Regions from separate parts of the Mus musculus genome. Here region 1 is linked to region 2. Evidence: chromatin contacts called from public HiChIP or PLAC-seq data. All regions are on one chromosome and are shown on one strand. The core of a region is the stretch at or near the end of the contact, and the rest is flanking DNA. Distances in the headings are between cores, read along the strand shown. Region 1 holds the start of Hcar2 (hydroxycarboxylic acid receptor 2). Region 2 holds the start of Sh2b3 (SH2B adaptor protein 3).

Region 1 (5,731 bases), core at 2,474-4,973, 2.0 Mb before region 2:
AAAGCAAGCAAGCAGAATTATCCATGACTGTCTGGTTTCATTTCTGTTTGCTATGAGAAATACCCCTGCAAAAACCAGCATTGGCAGAAAAGGGATTATTTCAATTTGCCATTCTTGTTCGCTATTGTGAGGAAGTAAAGGGGAGAAGTTGAGGCAGCTAGTTACATTATATCCACACTTAGAGCAGAGAGAGATGAACTTATGCAACCTCGCTCACTCACTTGTGTTACACTCAGCTCAGTTTCTCTATTCTTATATACTTCAGGATCCCCTGGCCTAGGGAATGGTGCTACCCATGGTGGGCTAGGTCTTCCTATATTAGTTAACACAATCAGGACAATTTCCTACAGATATACCCACAGGCAAACACAATGCAGAGATCCCTTATTGAGACTCTACCCAATTGTTTCTAGGTTGTATTAAATTGACAATAAAAGCTAACCTATATAATGGCTTTTTTTTTTTCCTTCTTGCTGTTAGTTGGTTTGCCTTTGTTTGTCTTGAGACTGTCTCAAGTAGCTCAGGCTGACCTTGAACTCCATCTAGAGCTGAGAAGGGCCTTGAATTCCAAATCTTTCAGCCTCTTAAGAACTAGGATTACAGGATCCTCGGTTTAATGCTTACCTTTTTTTTTTTTTTTTAATTTTAAGGGTACGATTGCTTAGTGGACAAAGGATGTGCTATGCAAACACTTTATCTGAGGTTAGCTCCACAGCACTATGAAGTCGGGCATGGTGATGCGTGTCTGTAGTCCCCGTGCTGGTTGGTGGGGTCAAGACAAGTGACTCTTGGGATTGGCTGGCCAGACAATGAGTTCTGTGGGCAACAACAGCTCAAGAAGCCACTCACAGTCAGCCTTCAGTTACTGCGCGCGCGCGCGCACGCACGCGCACACACACACACACACACACACACACATTTATACAATTCTAAAACTTAAGAAGGAGACTCCCTTTCAGATTCTGGATGCCAGCAACAATCAGGGCTAGTTGTTTCTCTCCAGTTCATCAAACCCCATAGGATTACTTCAGGGGTGTTGTGTGGGTTACTTTCATGTTGTTGTTGTTGTTGTTGTTGTGACCAAATACCAGACAAAAACAACTTAGAAGAGATCTGTTTTGGTGTGTCACAGTCCATTGTGACATCAAGCAGCCCAGTCTGTGGTGCCTCAGGCCTGGACCTGGAGGGAGAGGAGCGCCGACCTCAACCTAAAGTGGATATAACTTTCCAGGCCTAGTGATTGGTCTCTACCAGCTTCCATCCTCAGAGTTCTCCAGGCTTGCAAAACAGTGTCAGGTGCTGGGGACCAAGTGCTCCAAACCTGGGAGCCTGCAGGGGCTCTTTTACTTTCAAGCCAAAACACATGCCCTCAGTAAGTTCACATTTATCCAGGAGGAAGGGTTACCAGCACCCACAGGCAGTAAGGCAAGCAAGTGCCAATGCCAGCTAACATTCAAGGCAATTGCAGAGGAAGAGGCAGTGATCTGGGTTCGTGTCATAAGCCTGTAATCCCAGCACTCCGTGCACACAGGACAATCGTGGCCAGCAGTGAGGCCAGGCCAGCCTGAGATACATAGGGAGATGCTGTCTCAGAAGCCTGTTTAAGGGGCTGGAGATGTCCGTCTCAGTTAAGAGCACTTGTTCTTGCTGAGAACTTGAATTCAATTTCTAGCATCCACATCAGGTAACTCATATCCATCTGCAACTCCTGCCTCAGGGAACCTGGCACCTTCTGCTGGTCTCCGAGGGCACCTGTATTCACATGCATATATACACAGACAGACACACAAACACACAGACACACAGACTCTCTCTCTCTCCCAATTTAAAAAAAATACATGTTTCAAAAAGTCTTTTAAAAAATACAATATTATACCAGCACTTGGGAGGCAGAGACCAGGGGATTTCTGAGTTTGAGGCCAGTCTGGTCTACAGAATGAGTTCCAGGACAACCAGGGCTACACAGAGAAATCCTGCCTTGAAAACAAACAAACAAACAGAAACCCAAAACCAAAAAACAAAACAAAACAAAATAAACAAACAAAAAAACAATATTGGAGAGATGGCTCAGAGGTTAAGAGGACTGACTACTCTTCCGAAGGTCCTGAGTTCAAATCCTAGCAACCACATGGCTCACCACCATCCATAATGAGATCTGATGCCCTCTTCTGGTGCATTTGAAGACAGCTAGATTGCTCTTACATATAATAATAAATAAATCTTTGGGCCGGAGCAAGCGGGGCTGGAACGAGCTGAGGTCCTGAGTTCAATTCCCAACAACCATATGATAGCTCACAGCTATCTGTACAGCTACAGTATACTCATATACATAAAAATAAATAAATCAATCTTGAAAAAAATGGGCAAACATGGAGTTTCAAGACATGGAATTTGGAACACTGGAAACTGCAATGTGGGCACCACCAATCTCAAAGTTGTCATCTTCATTGTCACAGTCTCCATGAAGTATCCTGATCCTATAGGATCCAAGATCAGGTCACCCTGAGTCTAGACTACAAGGTCCGTCAAATGCCATTGAGGATTTGGGTAGGCAGCTAAAGGGACACATTTCCTCTTTTTTTTTTTTTTTTTTTTTTTTTTTGAGACAGTTTCTCTGTCTAGCCCTGGCTGTCTTGGAACTCGATCTGTAGAGCAGGTAAATTCAGAGATCTACCTGCTTTCGCCTGCCGAGTACTGGGATTAAAGGTATGCACCACTACCACCTGGCAAATTTCCAATTTCTAATTTCAAACTCAAAGTAGATAGTCAATGGTAGATACTCTGTAAGATGACACTTAATCACACTTTAAAAAAAAGAGAGAGAAAGGAAATGTTATCTTTCTGCACCCTCTTGAGGCTTGAAATCAGAGCCATTTCTACGAATACCACACATCCAGGCGCTGTGTCTGCAATCCCAGCACTCGGGAAGAAGAAGCAGGAAGATGGAGAAGCCAGCTTGGGAGACGTAACAAGAGGAGACATCTATCTGAGAGGAAGGAAAAAAGGAAAAAGAGCACGGCGCTAGAGAACTGAGTTGGGGGTTAGGAGCACCCGCTGCTCCTGCAGAGGACCTGCATTAAGCTCCCTATCCCCACATTGGGGTGGATGACAACTGTCTTATAACTCTAGCTCCAGGGCATCCAATAGCCTCTGGGGCTGTTGTTGTATGTACATAGCCACATAGACAGGCATGCAAAAATAAAAATAAATCCTAGAAAGAAAACAAGGAGGTGGGGGAGACAGAGACAGACAGACAGACAGACAGAGGAAACCGTATCCACATTACCAATGCATAGTAGAATTTCACACGAACTCTTACTGCTCCTGGAAAGCCTGACTGTTCTTTTAGCACAGTGCATGGTTACTGCCCTTGTTAATTTATTAATTATTGTCAGCTAAGCAAATTGCAGTGAATGGATTCTCCGAGGCCAATCACCTAGCCAGCATGCATGCCTGCAGCCTTCAGAAGGAATGCCCTCAGATCTGACTCGTCCACCTCTGACAGTCGGCTTGCCTAAACTTATCCTTTACGTTTAGAAAAATTTGTGGGTTCCCGTCTGCCCAGGGGACTTTTTTTTTATTACTTGTTTATGCAAACAGTAAGTTGCATAAGAGCCTTGCTAGCCTTTTTTTTTTTTAAATGATTTCGTAGTTTCCTGGTAACCATTCAGTCATCTCTTTCAACACCCTGACATGACATAAAGCCGAGGGCTGAACCACACGTTCACCACACAGACACACACTCGCCTTGAGCCTTCGCTAGGTGAGGCACTCTGAAGCTGGACTGGCCAGATCCACTCATGAGCAAGTCAGACCATTTTCTAGTGATAAACGGCAAGAACTGCTGTGTGTTCCGAGATGAAAACATCGCCAAGGTCTTGCCACCGGTGTTGGGGCTGGAATTTGTGTTCGGACTCCTGGGCAATGGCCTTGCCTTGTGGATTTTCTGTTTCCACCTCAAGTCCTGGAAATCCAGCCGGATTTTCTTGTTCAACTTGGCCGTGGCTGACTTTCTCCTGATCATCTGCCTGCCGTTCCTGACGGACAACTATGTCCATAACTGGGACTGGAGGTTCGGAGGCATCCCCTGCCGTGTGATGCTCTTCATGTTGGCTATGAACCGACAGGGCAGCATCATCTTCCTCACCGTGGTGGCTGTGGACCGCTACTTCCGGGTGGTCCATCCACACCACTTCTTGAACAAGATCTCCAACCGGACGGCGGCCATCATTTCTTGCTTCTTGTGGGGTCTCACCATCGGCCTGACTGTCCACCTCCTCTATACAAACATGATGACCAAAAATGGCGAGGCATATCTGTGTAGCAGCTTCAGCATCTGTTACAACTTCAGGTGGCACGATGCTATGTTCCTCTTGGAATTCTTCTTGCCCCTGGCCATCATCTTGTTCTGCTCAGGCAGGATCATCTGGAGCCTGAGGCAGAGACAGATGGACAGACATGCCAAGATCAAGAGGGCCATCAACTTCATCATGGTGGTGGCTATTGTATTCATCATTTGCTTCCTACCCAGTGTGGCTGTGCGCATCCGCATCTTCTGGCTTCTCTACAAATATAACGTACGCAACTGTGACATCTACTCCTCGGTGGACCTGGCTTTCTTTACCACCCTTAGCTTTACCTACATGAACAGCATGCTGGACCCTGTGGTCTACTATTTCTCCAGCCCATCTTTCCCCAACTTCTTCTCCACGTGTATCAACCGCTGCCTTCGAAAGAAAACATTGGGTGAACCCGATAATAACCGAAGCACTAGTGTGGAGCTCACGGGGGACCCCAGCACAACCAGAAGTATTCCAGGGGCGCTAATGGCTGACCCCAGTGAGCCAGGCAGCCCCCCTTATCTGGCTTCCACATCTCGTTAAGTTACTATGACAAGAAGGGAGATTGCCGCTCAGGCCTGTGCTCTCTGGAGAGGCGATTTGGCCGTTCGTTGAACAGGGTAACATCTTCAGATTTGGCTTACGCTTTCTTGGAACTTCTAGATTCGGAGAATCGAATTTAGAGAAACGGCGTGGTGCAGTGAGCAGTTTTGGTTGCGAGGTGCAGCCATAGAAAATCTCAGAGGAACAGAAAGCAGAGTTTCCAGACAGTGGAAACTTCTCAGCCTTCCAAGCTTACAGGACTGAAGAAGACAGAGTCCTGCAGAGTTTGAGTCCCAGATGCACCCAGACACACCTCAGTTCTGCTCAAAGTCACGGATGGCTCTTCGTCCTAGGGTCCTACCTAGCCTGTCCGTGGGCCCCAGTGAGGACAAGGAGATCCACGAAACTGGAGGGGATCTCTACCCAGATGTCACTGATAAGCCAGTTGGTCACTTGTGTTCGGTGGGACCAGTATACCTTTCAGCCAGACTTTAGCAGAAATGCTAAAGAGGGGAGGAGATGCAAAAGATTTGATTGTTCTCCAAGTCTCCAAAGGTGGTAAGAGGGGGTTAGCCCCAGGAGGGACTGAACTCAGTGCTGGAGAGAAACAATAACAAATTCAGCTGAGCTTTAAAAGGCTTTGGGGAAACAGTGGCTTCCCTCCTCTGTCTGCGTTTCTTAGTAAAAGGAATTCAACTGTGTCCATGGTTGGGGGGGGGGGGGCGGTTCATTACTTGGGTTTCTGTACTTTAACATCTACCATTTCAATAAATTTCGACAGGAGACACAGGCTGCTGCAGCATTTTGTCTGGGTTAGGGTTCACAGAAACGGTCTTCTTACTTAAGAC
Region 2 (6,181 bases), core at 3,621-6,120:
CTCAAACGGAATCCAGGCTTGGCCGCTGGATGTTTCCTGTAACGCTAGCAGTTGGGGAGGCTGAGGCAGGAGGATCAGGAGTTTCCTTCCGGTCAGGGTCATGGCACCTGTGTGGAGGTCAGGGGACAACATATAAGAGTCGATTGTCCCTCCCCTTATGTGGGTCCCAGAGATGGAACTCAGGTCACCAGACTTGACACCAAGCACCCTCACCTGCTGAGTCATCTTACCAACCCAAAATAAAACAGAGAAATCTTATTTTTAAAGATTTTAATGTCATGGGTCTGAGTATTTGCATGTGTGTACCTGCAGAGGCCAGAAGAGGGCGTTGGATCACCTGGAAATGTAGTTACAGGTTGTAAGCAGCCATGTGGGTACTGGGAACCTAACCCAGGTCCTCTGCAAGAGCAGCCAGCACTCTTAACTACTGAGCCATCTCTCCATCCCCATAAAGATCTTCTTAATATTTTAAATTTATTTTTTTGAAAATTTCATACATATGTAATTTCTATTTTTTTCTCTTCATAAATACTTCTGTTTGAGACAGGTTTCTCTGTGTAGCTCTGGCTGTCCTGGAACTCACTTTGTAGACCAGGCTGGCCTCAAACTCAGAGATCTGCCCGCTTCTGCCTCCTGAGTGCTGGGATTAAAGGCATGTGCCACCACCACTACCAGGCCATAAATGCTAATTTTTAAAAAGGAGCTGGAAATCCAGCATGTGGCACATGCCTGTCATCCTAATATTTGGGGTGCTGAAGCAAGAGGGTTACCATGGGCTTGAGGACAACATGGGCCACACAACAAGACCCTTTGAAAACAAAAATCAAAAGTGGGGGCTATTGGGTCTGTCTTTGGTGGGAACTCTTAAGGTCTGGCTAACCCCTCCCAAGATGGCGTCCTTCCACATCTGCTCAGGCCTGGTGGCCTGTGGCCTCTTCATGAAGCAGTGGGAATGTCCATGCTGAAGAAGTCCTCCTGTGTCTGCCTGCCCACTGCTGGAATATTATAAGTGTGCCAGCATACCAGCTGTATATTTAATTTATTTTTCAGCACAAAGCCTCAACTATGTACTTCTGGCTGGCCTGGGACTCAGGGTGATCCTCCTGCCTCTGCCTCCAGAGTGCTGTCTTTACGCTTGTGAGCCATGGTGGCAGCTTGAGTTGCATGTTTTAATTAACATTAAGATTATACGTACAGGGTGGGTCTGGAGGCTCACACCTGTCAATGCTTAGCACCGGAAAGGCAGAGGCTGGAGAATCTCAAGTCGGAGGCCACCTGGGCAACAGAGCAAAGTTCTTGTCTCAAAAGCCCAGTAACAAAGCCAACTCTAATAGCACGAGCTGTTACCTTGGCTACTCAGAAGGCAGCGGCAGGAGGATGCTGAGTTGAATGCCTTCCTTGACCAAGTCTCAGGCTAGCTGGGCAAACCAATGAGACCATGCCTCAAAATAAAAAGTAAAGAGAGTTTTTTTTTTGTTTTTTTTTTTTTTTTTTTTTTTTTTTTTTGTTAAAAGTCCTGGGTTTAGCCGGGCATGGTGGCACACGCCTTTAATCCCAGCACTCTGGAGGCAGAGGCAGGCAGATTTCTGAGTTTGAGGCCAGCCTGGCCTACAAAGTGAGTTCCAGGACAGCCAGGTCTATACAGAGAAACCCTGTCTCGAAAAACAAAAACAAACAAATAAAAAAAGCTCTGGGTTTGTGACCAATGGTATACTTCAGGTAGTAGGTTCTCATGTCTTTTTTTTTTTTTTTTTTTTTTTGGTTTTACAAGACAGGGTTTGCCTGTGTAGCCTTGGCTGTCCTGGAACTCACTCTGCAGACCAGGCTGGCCTCGAATTCAGAGATCTACCTGCCTCTGCCTCCTGAGGGCTGGGATTAAAGGTGTGAACCACCAAGCCCAGCTTTTTGCGCCACCACGCCCGGCTTATCTTTTCTTTTTTCTTAAGGCAGGATTTTACTCTGAGATCCTGGCTAGCCTCTATGTAGACCAGGCTGGCCCCAAATTTAGAGTGATTCACCTGCCTCTGCCTCTTGAATGCTGGGAGTAAAGACATTGGACACACACACACACACACACACACATTTTTGAGACAGAGTATCTTACTGCAGTAACCAGTTGGATGGGTCTACTAGATTGGCTGACCCACAAGCCCCACTGGCCCTGCCTGGGTTTTACATGGGTGTTGGGCCTCGAAGTCAGGTCCTTAGGCCTGCACACCAAGCACTTTACCTATCCTGCCACGGCCCTGGTCATATCTGGTTAATGTTTGTTGCTTGGATCATTGACTTACTAATACTCTTGGCTCTGGTTAGCTTTCATTGGTACTGTTCAGTTGGTTTGATTTGAGACAGCGTCTCATGTAGCTCGGGCAGGTTTGCAACTCATTAGGTAGCCAAGGCTCACCTCCTGTCTCCGCTGCTAAGTGTCTCAGCCTCCAGTCGTCCAGTGCACCTGGCTGATATTTTGACCCTGACCTTGTTGATTTATAGAACCTGCTAGATTAGGCTTGGTTGTACTTCTGACCTGGCCACCTGGGTCCTTGCAGGTGGACCTGGGGTGCCGCTGCCCTCAGCAGGAAGGAAGGGCGGGTGGCCCGGCCCCTGGAAGTGGACAGACTGCTTCCGGCAGTCCCCGCCAGCCGTGGGAACCGGCGTCCTCCCCACCCCCCAACCCCCTAGCCCTGCTGGGTGGAGTCAGGTCCCCAGGGGCGCAGAACCCCGGGGTCGTCGCTGCTGTCACCGCAGGGTCCCGCCTCAGAGTCCTTTGCCCTCGGAATGAGAAACACAAATAAACAGAAGGCTCTGACGTCGCAGGGCTTTCAGGGAACCCGGACTGGGGCGGGCCCCGCCGGGGCGAGAAGAAACTGAGCGCGAGGAAGGAAACGGGTTTGGGCCTCGGAGAAATCTGGCAGGCAGGGCTGGCCTGTGATTAAAAAGAGGAAGAACCACAAGTCTCCATTTAACTCAGCAGAGCTGCAGTCGGCTACGAGAGGGAAAGTGCTTGCGGCTGGCAGATTGCAGCCACCATTTGGCAAGGACTGCCAATACCTGATGCTCCGCGCGCGCGCGCCTCCTGGCCCCGGCGAGGCTGCAGGTACCCGGCAGTCGCCCCAGGTGTCGTAGGGAGCGTGCTACGGGCTAACCAAGCTAGTCTCCACCGCAGCCCTCCTTAGGTGCTGCGTCCCCGAATGGGGACACCTACACCAGCCTCTGTGGCAGAGCTCATCTGGGCCTGCTCTTTCTCGCGATTCTTCATAGCTCCCCAGTGCCCTCAGGAAGGACCCTCCCTTCCCTGAGAAAAACAAACAAAAAACAAACCAAACCTGACTCTGCACCTAGACCTCTAAAATAGCACGTGTTCCTTCGTTGTAGGTGGGGCCATTGCTACTTTTCTAACAAGGCACTTTAGAGCCTCTGCATTTGGCGCTGCATTGACTGGGATTGCCTTCCCCCCTCATCATGTGGGAGATCGCAGCTTAAATATTACTCAAAGATTTCTCTTCCTGTGTCCCAAAGACAACTCCACAACGGAGCTGTCACCGATGCTGTCTCCCAACCAGAGTGGCGCCCCCACGAGGGAATCACTAACTGATGTCCACAAACACCTTATAGTGCCTAAGACATTGCCTTGGCTCGTTTTTTGGGGGTGGGTGGGTGGGGGCTTCTTCCAAGCCATTTTGCTACCAGGCTCCAGCTTGCTGCCGTCCGATTGTAGTGGAAATCCCCACCTACGGGGGAGTCCCTTCTTCGGGCTCCAACAGCAGGCCCGGGGACTGAATTCAGCCCGGTTGGTTAGGCTGCTCTAATGTGAGCAACTCACTTCTTCCAGTCCCTGAGTGGGCTGGAGACACGTGTTATTTCCATTTCATAGATGAAAAAACTGAGTTGGAGGGGGTCAAATATTTGGTCCCACGCAGCAAGGGGAAGGCTCCAGGGAGCCAGCGGCTCGTGGGAGCCTGTCGTCTGGGAAGGCTTGCAGTGGCCCCTCCAAGCTGGGGGCGTGGGCGGCCTGCTTCCTGTTGGGGGAGGGGGAGGGGACAGGCATTCCTCTTTCCCCTCCCTCCGTAGAGTCGCGGGGAAGACTGGCGTGCAGTGAGTGACTCCACTTCAGAACAGGGGCACCCCACTGTTAGCCAATGTGGCGATAGAGAAAAGGTAAAGGGCTAAGGGGCGCGCAGGCGTGGACGTTCAAAGGGCTCGGCTGCCTGGGATGCGAAGGAGCTCTTGGAGAAAGTTTCATCAAGCTAGAGAATGCGGCCGGGCGGCCAGGTAGAGAACAGCCTACTCGGCCCGTTCCGGGACTCCGAGGACCTTAGGAGGGGAGCGGACTTCAAATGGATGGCGCCGCGGAGGCAGGACGGCTCGGCGGAGTCATGGATAGTGGGGCCAGGGTGGGGCTGGCCCCTTCCCCTGGAGGTGATGAAAACCGCGGTCGCAGTTGCTAGACCCGGCCGGGCAAGCTCAGATAAGGTTGGGCTTGGAGGGAGTCCGCAGGGGCGCGCCCCTAGGAGGTCCCGAAGGTCGGGGCAGCCACGCCCATCGCGCGCCTAGCCCCGCCCCACCCCTTCTAGGGGCCCCGCCTTGCCGAGGCACGCGGTGACTGGCCAGCGCGAGAGGGGCGGGACCGAGCACGCTCCTCCCCTTCGAGATTCTTTATTTTATTATTATTTTTTTTCCCTTCTTTAGGGGGCGCGACGCAACTTGGGTGCAGAGAGCGCGCCTTATGGGGGCGGAGCTTGTCGCTATGCTACCTCCCACCGGGCAGCGGGCGGAGGCGCGAGAGGAGGGCGGGGCCGGGATAGGCTCCGCCCCCGGCCTCCGCAGGCGGCCCCGGGGCGTGGCTCTCTGTGGCCACGCCCCCAGGCCGCCCTCCGCCGCCGCGCGCGGCTCGCGGCTGGTTCCTCTTTACATAACGGCGTGGGGCGGCATGGGCTCGGGCCGTCGCCTCCGCCTGGCCGCTCTCCAGCCCAGACTGTCACGGGCCACACGGGGTCCACATCGGCGGCGGCAGCAGCAGCAGCGTCCTGGGGACGGCCCGAGGCCGCGTCCCCCGGCTGCTGTCAGGAGCTGGCGGCGGAAATGAGGCGCTGGCCGTTTTCCGAGCCGGGGTTTCCTGCCTGAGCGCCGAGAGGCCGTGCGACGCCATGGGCCGGCCGGGCCCCGACCCGCAGCTTGCGCGGTAAGCGCGGCCCGCCGAGCGTGTTGGAGGAACTGGGCCGGGCGGCCGTCCCCGGGTCCCGCTTCTGTTTTCTGGCGTTTCCTCATTCTGTTTCTCTTCCCCAATCCCAGACCGCAGTGATGTGGGCGCGGAGGTCAGTGCTTTCAGCTGGGGCCTCCGGAGAGGAGCCTGGCGGGGCGCCGCGGGAGGAACCGAGAGCTGTCCCGGCACACAGCGTGCTTGGGCCCCTGCCGGGGGGGGGGGTGTGCTGGCGGTGAGGGTGGGAGGGGGGGACACGTGTGTCACTAGTGCCCCGGTGATCAACCAAGGATGATATGCGGAGTCCTAAAGGTGAAATCAGCCAGAGATGGGGGAAGGGGGTGGGACAGGCCATGACAGGCCAGGGCCCGCTGGGGGAAGTTGAGGTTATAAGAGTTTTATGCTCTTAGGACACTTTCTGAACCTTGTTCCCCAGGCCTCCTCTGGGAGGAAACGCCATCTGAGCCAGGAGGGGTGAATACATTCTGGAACTTGTGCAGTCCCAATGGGTGGTCAGCTGGGAAGGGGCTGGCCCGCAGCAGCGGCAGCAGCTGTGGTTTGGGGATCTCAAGGGCTGGGCAGTGACAAGAGAGGAAACCGAGGGTCCTAGAGGCAGAACTTGTGTTCTTTCTCCTCTGCTCTCCAAGATGAGGGTCGCGACCTCAGTTTCCCCGCTGTTCAGTGAGTGAGAAGAGATTTGTGGTGCAGTTACAATGAGGTGGAGTTTTAATGAATGCTGTGTGGAAGGCACCTGCGTCCGGCTGGGAGAAGGGCTCAGTTACAGGCCGTTGGGAGAAGACCTCAGTTACAGGCCGTTGGTTTTCAGACTGTCCAGTTTTATTGACCCTGGCCCTGGGACCGTCCTCGGCTCTCTCCTGAGCATAGCTGCTCTGGGGTTTCCCGAGTCTGTGGGCAGGGAACTCTGAAGGACCCTGGGCAGGGTCAGATGACAAACCCCTTCCTGGCCTGGGTTCCCTCAGTTGA

The links. HiChIP or PLAC-seq counts read pairs in DNA pulled down with a chosen protein or histone mark.
Region 1: a contact with region 2 is called in an H3K27ac HiChIP or PLAC-seq map of bone marrow-derived dendritic cells, with 6 times the contacts expected there. The contact joins the promoter of Hcar2 here to the promoter of Sh2b3 in region 2. A contact is called at or near these places in 1 of 115 datasets of contacts at active chromatin or transcription factors (bone marrow-derived dendritic cells) and 1 of 9 other capture datasets (adipose tissue).

The regions. Positions count from the first base shown.
Region 1 is chr5:123,863,508-123,869,238 of GRCm38.p6, reverse strand. Hcar2 (hydroxycarboxylic acid receptor 2) reads left to right here and starts at 3,723. Exons shown (of 1, transcript NM_030701.3): 1 at 3,723-5,669. The coding sequence starts at 3,801. The coding sequence ends at 4,883.
Region 2 is chr5:121,835,548-121,841,728 of GRCm38.p6, reverse strand. Sh2b3 (SH2B adaptor protein 3) reads left to right here and starts at 4,870. Exons shown (of 8, transcript NM_008507.4): 1 at 4,870-5,179. Gm32422 (a long non-coding RNA gene) reads right to left here and starts at 3,568. Exons shown (of 2, transcript XR_387683.2): 1 at 3,049-3,568; 2 at 2,469-2,923.